Linked DNA regions of Rattus norvegicus: region 2 is linked to region 1. The links are chromatin contacts, called in public Hi-C maps. All regions are on one chromosome and are shown on one strand. The core of a region is the stretch at or near the end of the contact, and the rest is flanking DNA. Distances in the headings are between cores, read along the strand shown. Region 1 holds the start of Rel (REL proto-oncogene, NF-kB subunit). Region 2 has its middle 47 kb from the start of Papolg.

Region 1 (5,146 bases), core at 385-2,884:
TCTCCATGAGAATTTAAACCTCCCTTTGCTTCAAGATGTATCTTCCTAGTTACTTCTTTGAATAAAGATAGTAAGTAGAAACTGTGTCATATGGATATGGTTGTGTCAAAGGCTGAAGTGTGTGTGTGTGTGTGTGTGTGTGTGTGTGTGTGGTGTTTTGTGGCTCAACCTAGCTTAAAAGTTATGATCCTGCGGTTTTGGCCTCTGGAGTGCTGAACATAATTAACTCTGCCAACTGCTTTTTTTTTTTTTAATATTTAAATCTTTGAGGCTTGTCTACGGTTGTGTTCAACCTAAAAGACAACTCTATTTATACTCTTTGTGAAGACACTTTGAAATTAGCAGATTTTAATAGTTTCTTTCACTTTGGGGGAGTTCTACAACAGGATTTTTTCTTTTTGGTATGAGAGAATAGTATATATTTTAAATATCCAACGCCCCTCCCCCCACACGCACACTTTGGTGCCCTTTCAAGCGCACGCGTTTGGGCACATGCAGAGTTAAGAGGACAACTTTTGGAAGTTGATTCGGTCCTTCCCTGATCAAACTCAGACTGTCAGGCTTGGTGGCAAGTGGTTTCTCCCTAAGACACCTTGTTGGCCATACAAGTCTATTTCCCGTCCATTACTTATTTTAGTAAGTGACTAGAGAACGCAAGAGGCGGAGCCAGACAAGCCTGAGTTATTTTTGTTGTTGAGACAGTCCACCTGCCTCGGCCTCCCGCGTGCTGGGAGTGCGCTAAACTGGACTGGATAATCTTAAACTTAAATCGTGCGTTTCCTTTCTAGAACTCTAAAGTACCGACAAAGCTCCTCTGCTCCTCCAAACCCCAATCAACTCCAATACTCGTGTATGCAATGAAATGCTAATAGACCAAGAGAACAGGTGCCTATTAGCAAGGGAAGGCGAATAAGATTCCGCCAGACCTGTCAAAGCACTAAAAGTTCGGTCCAGGCCACAGGCTGTGGGTATCTCGGTCAATCTCTGGACGTCGTGTTCATTTATACAGGATGGGGCACCGGCCTCGCAGCGCAGCTGAAAACCTCTGCTAGGTAAAGACGTAATGTAGATATAGAGGGAAAATAAGGCTGCGGGGGTCCCCGTATGCAAATCTGTGCCTTACAGCCGAACGCGGGCGCCCGCGCTTCCGCACTTCCCCTCCAAAGCCACGCCCTCCGGCGCGGGGGCGGAGATTTGCATGTGCGAAATAGGGAATAGGGGGAACCACCGGTCGAAAACCCCGGGCGGGCCTCTGGCGGCCAAGGAGCGAGCCGGCTGCACCGCCCGGCCCGCCTCCGGCCACTCGGCCAGCGTAACGTCACGGACACGCCCCTCGGTTTTAAGGACTCCGGAGGAGGGGGATTTCTCAGAGGCCAGCGGCTTCTCACGCGCGGAGCCGTCGCCGCGCGCCCCCGGGAGCTCCCCGCGCGAGCGCGCAGGCCGCCGTGGCTCTGCCGGGAGCGGAGCGCACTAGCCGGAGCCGGGAAGCGCGCCCGCCGCGAGGCTCCGCCCTCGTCCCGGGTAGGCGGTGGCGCGGGTGACGTAGGCAGCGGGAAATCCCCCCCCGTTCCGCCGGGCGGTCCGCTCCGCCCCCTGCCCCTGCCGCGGCATCCTGGCAGGGCGACTCCAGGACACTAGTGACCGGAGCGCGAAGATTCGGGGGTGGGAAGGTGTGAGCCGCAAACCCAGAGGGGCCGGGAAAGAAGAGGAGGCCCGGGGGTGGTCGGAGGACTGGGGTCGCGGCTGCAGAGGCTGCTCGGCCTCCTCCCTGGCTGGCTGGCTAGTTGGCTGACTGACGGGCTAGCTGGCTGGCTGACTCACTCACTCACTGACTGGCTGGCTGGCTTGCAGCCTCTGGCCCGACGCTGGAAGCTGCGGCGAGCGGCGCGCGAAGCGGAGCCATGGCCTCGAGTGAGTACCGGGGCGAACACCTGCGGGTCAAGGGAAGGAGCTGTCGGGGGCTCGGTTTGGGGTTGGGACGGTCTGCCTTTCAAGTCTTTTCATCTGGCAAATTGTCAGCCGTTTAAAAAGTTACCTGCTCCAGGGTTTGCGTGTGAAATCAAAGCGGCGCAGTGTAATCTGATCTCCTGGTAATAGCCAGAACCTTCGAAATTCCCAGCCGCGTGCTTTTAGGATCACAGGGCGTAATCTCAGTAAAGGCGAGCAGAGAATTCTCGAGTTTAAAGACTGAGTGGGTATGGAGACCCGGTTTTACATTTTTAAACTAAAAAGAGGAACCTCCGGACCTCAGACGAGCTTTCTTTTTTAAGTCCAATCTTGCTAGTTACTGATGGCTCTTGGTACAGAATGTGGTGTGGCTGTAAAAGTCCTCAGTGGCGTTTTAATTCGTTCCAAGCGAAAGCATTACCTCCGCTCCCAGGAACTAAAGGAGATGCTTGTCTAGTTTATAGTGTAGAGACCTCGATCCACTCAACCCCTAACCCCAAACCTGCGCCCACATTCAGCAAGAGGGCGAGAGGATTTTTTTCACTAGGTACTGGTAGGGATGAAAATGTCATCATTTGATGTCAGTGTTTATATGCCACTAGTAAGTATTGGATCGCCTGCTTTGAGGAGGACACATTTATAAGAAACAGTTTACAGGACAGGGGCGTCTAGTATGACAGCCCTGCAATTTGTAAAGCAGGTGCTTCAAGCAGCTGAGGTGGTGGTGGGGTGCTTTCCATCGTGGGAGCTAAAATGACACCTTCAGTCTGTAGCAGGACTCTGACCCTTATCTTCCCAATGACCCACAGTAGAAGGCAGCCGACGTCTGGCAGAGAAGAGGAAGTAGAAAGCTTAGTGACCGCTTTAAGAGTTGAGCAGAGCAATGCCATAACTCCTGCTGTAGGCCGTAAAGGAAACTGGGGTGTTTCACATGACACTTGATTTCAGTTTGTCTGTGGTTTTCATGAGAAAACAAGTGTAGTTTAAAATATTTCAACTTTCTCTTTACCCATTTAAATGAACCCAGACTTTCAGATACTCTAGTAAATTCGTAAATTTAACTCGTGTTCAGATTAAGAAGCACGGAAAGGCTTTAAATGTTTAATTCATTGGTAATCCGAAAGAGATTTTTGTATGAAATGTATAGAGTGGCAAGCTTTGTTAAAACAGCTCTGCCCTTGTCTACTTAACAGGATTTTATTAATAGAGTGCACGACTGTAATGCTTGAAATTTTTCAACAGAAAAATCATTTATTAAAGGACTGTAAGACAGCTATGATTTTAAAAATTAATACGAATGCAGTTTGCCTAAGGACACATATTATGTGCTGTTATAGAAATGATTCCAAAAGTTAAAAGGGGGAACTTTTAAAAGAAATAGCAAGTTTTAAAGATTTAGAAGTTGGGTTGGACTTGCCCAGCTTCTGTGAAGCCCTGGGTTCAGTTCTCAGTACTGTCAGAAAAAGAAAAAAAAAAGAAAAAAAAAACCAACAAACATAGAAACAAATCTGAAACTTGTAGTGTCATTATCTTCTTGCTTTTTGATCTTTTGTCAAGGGTTGCACTAAATGAGACTATTTTAAATTGTAATTTAGACTATAATTTAAATTGTAGTTCGGTTATTTGAAATTACTAGGTGAAAATATAGTTTAAAGGAGCCTAGAAGCCGTATCAGTTATAAAGACCATATAAGAGAAAACTTATGAAATACATTTAAAGTTCCCATTCCATTTGAAGTCATTTAAAAGCATCAAACTGCTTATTTTATCATTATGTAATTTAGACTCTTGTTTTCGATGTAGTACTGAAACCTTGAGAAGTGTTTCTGTCGATCGCCAGGTATTTACGTCCATTCGTTCATTCCTTCTCCGGATGTCATATGTAAATAGGTGTGTGTAATTTAATAGGTGGTGCCTTATAAAGGCAAAGTGTCATAGATCATACTCTCATGAGCAGAATTCTATAAACGTCCTGAGTAGACAGGGTTTTATATGATGATTCTAATTATTGTTCAGGTAAGTTAGCAAATTAAGACCTCCTAGCTAGCCCTTAAGCTGACTTTCATTGCCTTTTAAACAATACTGTCCTTTGATTCTGGCCTTTTGATGAGATTAATCATAGCAGGCAAAGTGCAGAAAAGTGTTCCCGATCAAAGTCTGCATATTTAGGAAGTCATTATCCACGCAGTTCTATTCTATTTAAGTCACTTTGTGTCCATGTTTAAAACTACTCATTATTTCCTAAAAAGAACAAAATGGAGGGAGGTAGCCCCTTACTTTGTGAGGCGAGTACTACAGGTTGCTAATGATTGCCACCGTCTTCGGTGAGATGCACTTTTAAATGTAGAAAGTTTGTATTTAGTCACACTTTTCCTTGAATATGATTCTGCTGTGTCACATAACAGGAAGGAAGAAATTATCTTTGTAGACCTTACTACTCACTAACTTTTTGTGTGTGAATTGCAGTAACCCTCCCCCCCCCCATAAGTGAACATAGCTGTGGGACCGCTTACCCTTTAATAATGGAGCCGGGGGCTGGGAGTGGCTGGCTGAAACAAATGACTTCCTTTTTTTTTTTTTTTTTTTTTTAAGTAAGACAGCTCACAAATACAGATATTTCAGAAGCGAAGCACATGGGAAAGAGCTAAAGGTGTTATAATAATTAGTGAGGTAAAGAGAATAAATGGAGAAAATGATGGGGCACGATCACGATTAAGAACGCGGGATATATGTGATCTCTTAAGTACTACCTAAGGGACTCAATTGCATTTCATTCCAGTTTTCTCCCGTCTGTGTTCTATGCACGATCGTGTTGATGATGAGATCCTGTCTCAAAAGGAGAAGGATGTAGCTCAGTTCGTAGAGTAGCTGCCCAGCCTTAAGAAGTCCTGATCTGACACAGCACTGGACCAAGTCTGTGATAGTGGAGCCTGTAATTTCAACACTAGGGAAGTGGGGGCTGGAGGCTTACAAGTTCAAGACCAGCCTAGGCTACAAAACAAGTTAGAGGTTAGCCCTAGAGAGATAAGACACCGTCTTTTAAAAAAAAAAAAAAAAAGGAAAGAAAGAACACAATAGTTAATTTTCCCTAAACTGATCTTTTTTGGAATAATTGTGTTATACAAAAGTACCATGATTGTTGGTCTACAGGATAGAAAAGTTACTTCCAACTGGAGAATATGGACTATAAATTCTGAAAT
Region 2 (4,645 bases), core at 436-2,935, 94 kb before region 1:
GAAAATTCCTTTGCTCTAATCATCAAGGTTATTGACCGGTGAACCTGGACTCAGTTGGACCAGGGACGGTCTCCACAGCTGATAGTGAGAACCAAAGCTCAGTGGATTTGATACCTAGCAGGGATCCCAGGGGGAGCTAGCCTTGGCACGCTTCTGGCCAAAGTAGGAAAATGGCTAATATTTGTGGGCTAGCCTTGGCACACTTCTGGCTGAAGTAGGAAAATGGCTAATATTTGTGGGCTAGCCTTGGCACACTTCTGACCGAAGTAAGAAAATGGCTAATACTTATGGGCTAGCCTTGGCACGCTTCTGGCCTAAGTAGGAAAATGGCTAATATTTGTGGGCTAGCCTTGGCACACTTCTGGCCAAAGTAGGAAAATGGCTAATATTTGTGATCAGCTCGATGGGATTTAGCATCACCATGGAAACACACCCCCCGAGTGTGACTGTGAACATGCTTCCACAAAGTTTAACTGAAAAGGGAAGACCCGCCCTGAATATGGGTAGCATTAACCCCAGGGATTGAGTGAGGAGAGCCGTAGGTGAGCGTCAGGGTCATTGCTCTGCTTCCTGACCGACTGATGAGGCAACTGTACCAGCCGTCCCAAAATCCTGCTTGTCTGCTCAGAAGTCAAAATAAACGCGTCCTGAGGTGGTTTGGGTTTGGTTTGTTTGTTTGTTTGTTTGTTTGTTTGTTTGTCTTGTTTTTGGTCAGACATTTAATCTCAGCAACAAGAAAAGAAAATAATACGGGCAGATATTCAACAATTACTGAGATTAATTTCCTGCCAGCTCAGTGTCAGACTGAAGTTGCCTTTAGTCAAGAGGACCGTTATTTCCTTCACACCGGAGTTGCTGCAGTAACAATTATAAAACACAGACTTGCTGGGGTGGCGCAGGGGAGGGTATGGGCCAGCCAGCAGAGCCTGGGCAATCTCGGACTCGGGGTAGGTAAAGAAAGAACACGACCGTCCTGGTAGAGATAGAGACTCTGAGGAGACATTGTGCTCTGCTGTAGAATCCTTGTGGTCACCGATGGTCCCCAAACGACTAGAATTTCTCCCAGGAATCCCATCTGCCAAAGGAGGAAGACACTTCACTCAGCCCTCACAACTCACCACCTTCGGGAGAGACAGCCTGAAGTCCAGACAGCCATGGGCAGTACCGCCCTTCAGCAGGACAGTCTGTCTCAGGCTAAGCATAAATCCGTGCATCGGGACCCAGAAAACGGGTGCTGGGATTTCCTGGCCCTTGTTGTTTGCTCCTCTTCCCAATGTGTCTACATTGAAAAAAAAATCTCTTTTCTGTGCTTTTCCATCACCTGTCTGATTGGCCCTTTGCCAAGCCTAGCCCATTAGAGCTGCCAGAGACGCAGCTCTGACCCTACAACTCCAGTGACTGGGGAGATTGAAAACATGAAGCTAACACAGCCGAGACTAAAGCATCGGCTGCCCCTGCATGCTACTGAGCGGGGGCGGGGTGCAGTGAGCATTGGCTGCCCCTGCAGGCTGTAGAGAGGGCGGGGTGCGGTGAGCATCGGCTGCACCTGCATGCTGTACTGCGAAAAGAAGAAGGAAATGCTGCAGAGGTCAACTTGAAGAAAGCAGCAGCCCCATGACCTGGCATTTAGGAGGTCGCTGGTGACTGAAGCAGAACCCGCTGTGGAGGAGGAAGCCGCGCAAGGAATAAAGGTCACATTCTCAAGAAGAACAGGGAGGGAGGAAAAGAGAGATCAAAGGTCACACAGATCGAGGTGGAAGATGTATTTTTAAATTAGTAGGTTTTTGGACGTGCCTTGGAGCTGAGGCGGGGCCTCAAAGGCTGAGTAACGGCAGGCGCTTCGGGAACACACGTGTGGAGGGGCCAGGTCGGAAGAGGAGCAGCGATATGGGGAGAGAGAAAACGCGTGGACAGTTTCCAAGACTTGGGCAATGATCTCCTGGTGCTCGTGTTCTGTATAATCCCCTGGAAGTGTTACACTTGCTGACTCACTCCTAACAGCATCGCACAGGCAGCGGCACGCCACCGCTGATACTGGATTACAGGGAAGCAGCCTCCAGCCTTGGCCCTGCTCTTGCGCTCCGGTCACTCACCCTGAAGAAGCAGTCGCCCTGCTGAGAGACACTTAGAGAAACAGTGACTCCATGCGTCTTTCTATAAAGGAGGTGACTGCACTCTTACGGCCCCGAAGGCAAGGAAAGGCGCTCCTCTGGAAAGCAGGACCTGGGAGCCAGTCTTTTGTAGGAATCTGATCTTCCTGGCAAAAATAGCCGGTTTGTAACCCGTGTTCAGGACACGGCAAAGCCAAAAATGCTGAGATCGGGTGTGCTTTACAACGTGTAAAGAAGTCTGCGCGGAGATTCAGGAGGAGCGCTCTGCGTCTGCTGCTGCTGACAAACACTCCGTTGTGCAAGTTCCTTGGCTTGGAAACCCCGAGGTCCAAAGGGCCAGACCCTAGGCCCTAACTTGGATCTGTATTCTCAAGGTCTCATCCAGTCAGCCTCAAGACTAGACCGCGTGAATATGCCGGTGACCTCAGATTTCATCTCTAGCCACCCTGCTTTCTAGACAACTACCACTGGCCTAGGAGATTATCCGCAGGCCTCACAAGCGTCACTTATCAAAACAAGCCGTCAGCTTCAACTCCAAATGACTTACTCTCACAGTCTTCTCCGGCCTGGTAAATAGAGACTGTACCATTTAGTACCAAAAAATCAACCATCTGCCCCCCCCACACACACTGCATACCCTGCAGAACCCCCCAAAAATTATACACGTGCAATAACACTTAGTTTCAGCTTCCAGCACCTATGGGTGTCACCATGACCTTTCCCTAAGATTGCTACAGACTGCGCCTTGCTTGGCGCCTGCCCCTTTTCAAATGTAAACCCAGTCACTCCCTTTAAACCTTCAGGGAATTCAGGGAAGCATTCTGTCTCTTCTCCTAGACTCACACCTCCTCGCCTGGCCCACGGGCCCCACAGAGCCCTGTCACACAGACCTGTCCCCAGTCAGACGTTGGCTCTGATTTTAGATAGCTTTGTTAAGAGGTGCCTCGAGTGTCAAAAGGCTTCTGCACTCGCATAAACAACCGTGCATTCGCAGGGCTGGGCAGCCACTGTCTCAGGGAACTGCGGAACTCTCCTCCCCAGGCTCACCCATTTACCCAATCCTGGGCAACCTTCTTTTCTGCCTGCAGATCCACCCGCTTTGGATTTCCTACATAAAATTCCATGTCTTTGTCTCCCCTGAGCACACTCTCCCCGTGGGCCAGGAAAACCTCCCAGCACACCTTCCACTCAGTCTGTGGCCCTTACTCTCAGGACTCTGCTTGGCTATAGGTTCCCCCCTTCATGCTCACGCGGCCTGGCTTCCACACAAAACACTTTCCTGCTGTGCTGGTCCCCCACACGAGGATGGCAGTACAGACGATGAGGTAGCATAGACCACCTTCTGCTGTGTCTGCCTTTTCTGCTGAGCCTGAACCCAGGCCTCCTACAAGCTACTGGGGCACTCTTGCTACTCGACTGCACTTCTTTTTTTTTTTTTTTTTCTTTTTTTTTTTTCGGAGCTGGGGACCGAACCCAGGGCCTTGTGCTTGCTAGGCAAGCACTCTACCACTGAGCTAAATCCCCAGCCCCTCGACTGCACTTCTTAGCAGTACGGTTTTGTTGTTACTTGCCAGTGTCCCTTCCACTCAAGTCAACTCCTATGGCAGAAGTTTTGAGGATTTTTTTACCCTTACTGTACGGTCATACCTCTGTGCTTTGAACGGCACCTGAAACATGGGTTGCCAGCCTTCAAAGACAAACAGCAGACTGCTAAAACCCGGCACTGGTTTAGCCACAGGACCTTGGAGAATAAAAGAATACATAGAAGGAGGGAGAGGAAGAAGGGACCCAAAGCTCAGCTCCAGGGCGCTGGAGCTCACCCCCAGCTGCCAGACGGTGTGGCTGCTGCAGCTCAGTCACAGCCTCTGTAGAATTTGCCCCAACTTGAGAGCCACCGCCAGGGCAGGCACTATCTGGCAACGTGTACAGGAGTAGAGGTTGGCTCTGTGCTTTCTTCCTGGTGGTCATGAGCTCCAGGGCTTCTAGTACTGCCTTTGTGACGACCTAAGCTGGAGCTTGGCTTCTCCCGTCTATCCCAGGTCCTCCCTGCAAGGTCCTCACCCTGAGCAGCCCCCACTGAAGGTCTGATGCATGGAGAAAGACTGGGGACGGGGGGCGGGGGGAGATTCAGAATCACACACCCCATGGCTTTCCACAAAGATGGAAATGATCTTTAGGAAACTGGAAACAAGACAGAGTTAGCCAGGCCTCTGAAGGCCACACCTACAACCAGAAGAGCCAATGCCACCTGCATTTGTATGACCTGGGAACAGAAAGGGGACCATGGTTTCTGGGCCCCTGTCTGGCCCCAGGTGGAAATAGCTTCGTTCCATGGCCAAAAGACTCCAGTCTGGGCTCTCTGTCTAAGCATGAGCAGCTCCTGAGTCATCAGGGGCTCCATCGAATTGTCCTCTCCACCCCACCCTACCCCAAGGATAGTGCTCGCTTCCACTTCCTTTCAGGAGCATGACTGTGTGGAGGGGGGGAAAAAAAAAACGGACAAGGAGACGCGCAAAGCAAGAAATCACAGCCCT

Evidence for each region. A called contact is a pair of places that touch in the nucleus more often than the background predicts.
Region 2: a Hi-C map of kidney shows a contact between it and region 1, with 2.2 times the contacts expected there. The contact joins the enhancer-like site here to the promoter of Rel in region 1. A contact is called at or near these places in 3 of 12 Hi-C or Micro-C datasets (the A7r5 cell line, kidney and mammary epithelial cells).

Annotation. Positions count from the first base shown.
Region 1 is chr14:101,918,426-101,923,571 of GRCr8, reverse strand. It overlaps Rel (REL proto-oncogene, NF-kB subunit), which reads left to right and starts at 1,634. Exons shown (of 10, transcript NM_001421314.1): 1 at 1,634-1,911. The coding sequence starts at 1,902.
Region 2 is chr14:102,013,086-102,017,730 of GRCr8, reverse strand. No RefSeq gene overlaps it. Among named protein-coding and RNA genes, the nearest start is that of Papolg, 47 kb to the left of the region's middle. Within about 2 kb of position 1,685, at least 7 of the 93 cell types and tissues checked have an H3K27ac peak or open chromatin away from gene starts, as enhancers often do. A contact at or near this core is called in kidney, where this site is marked.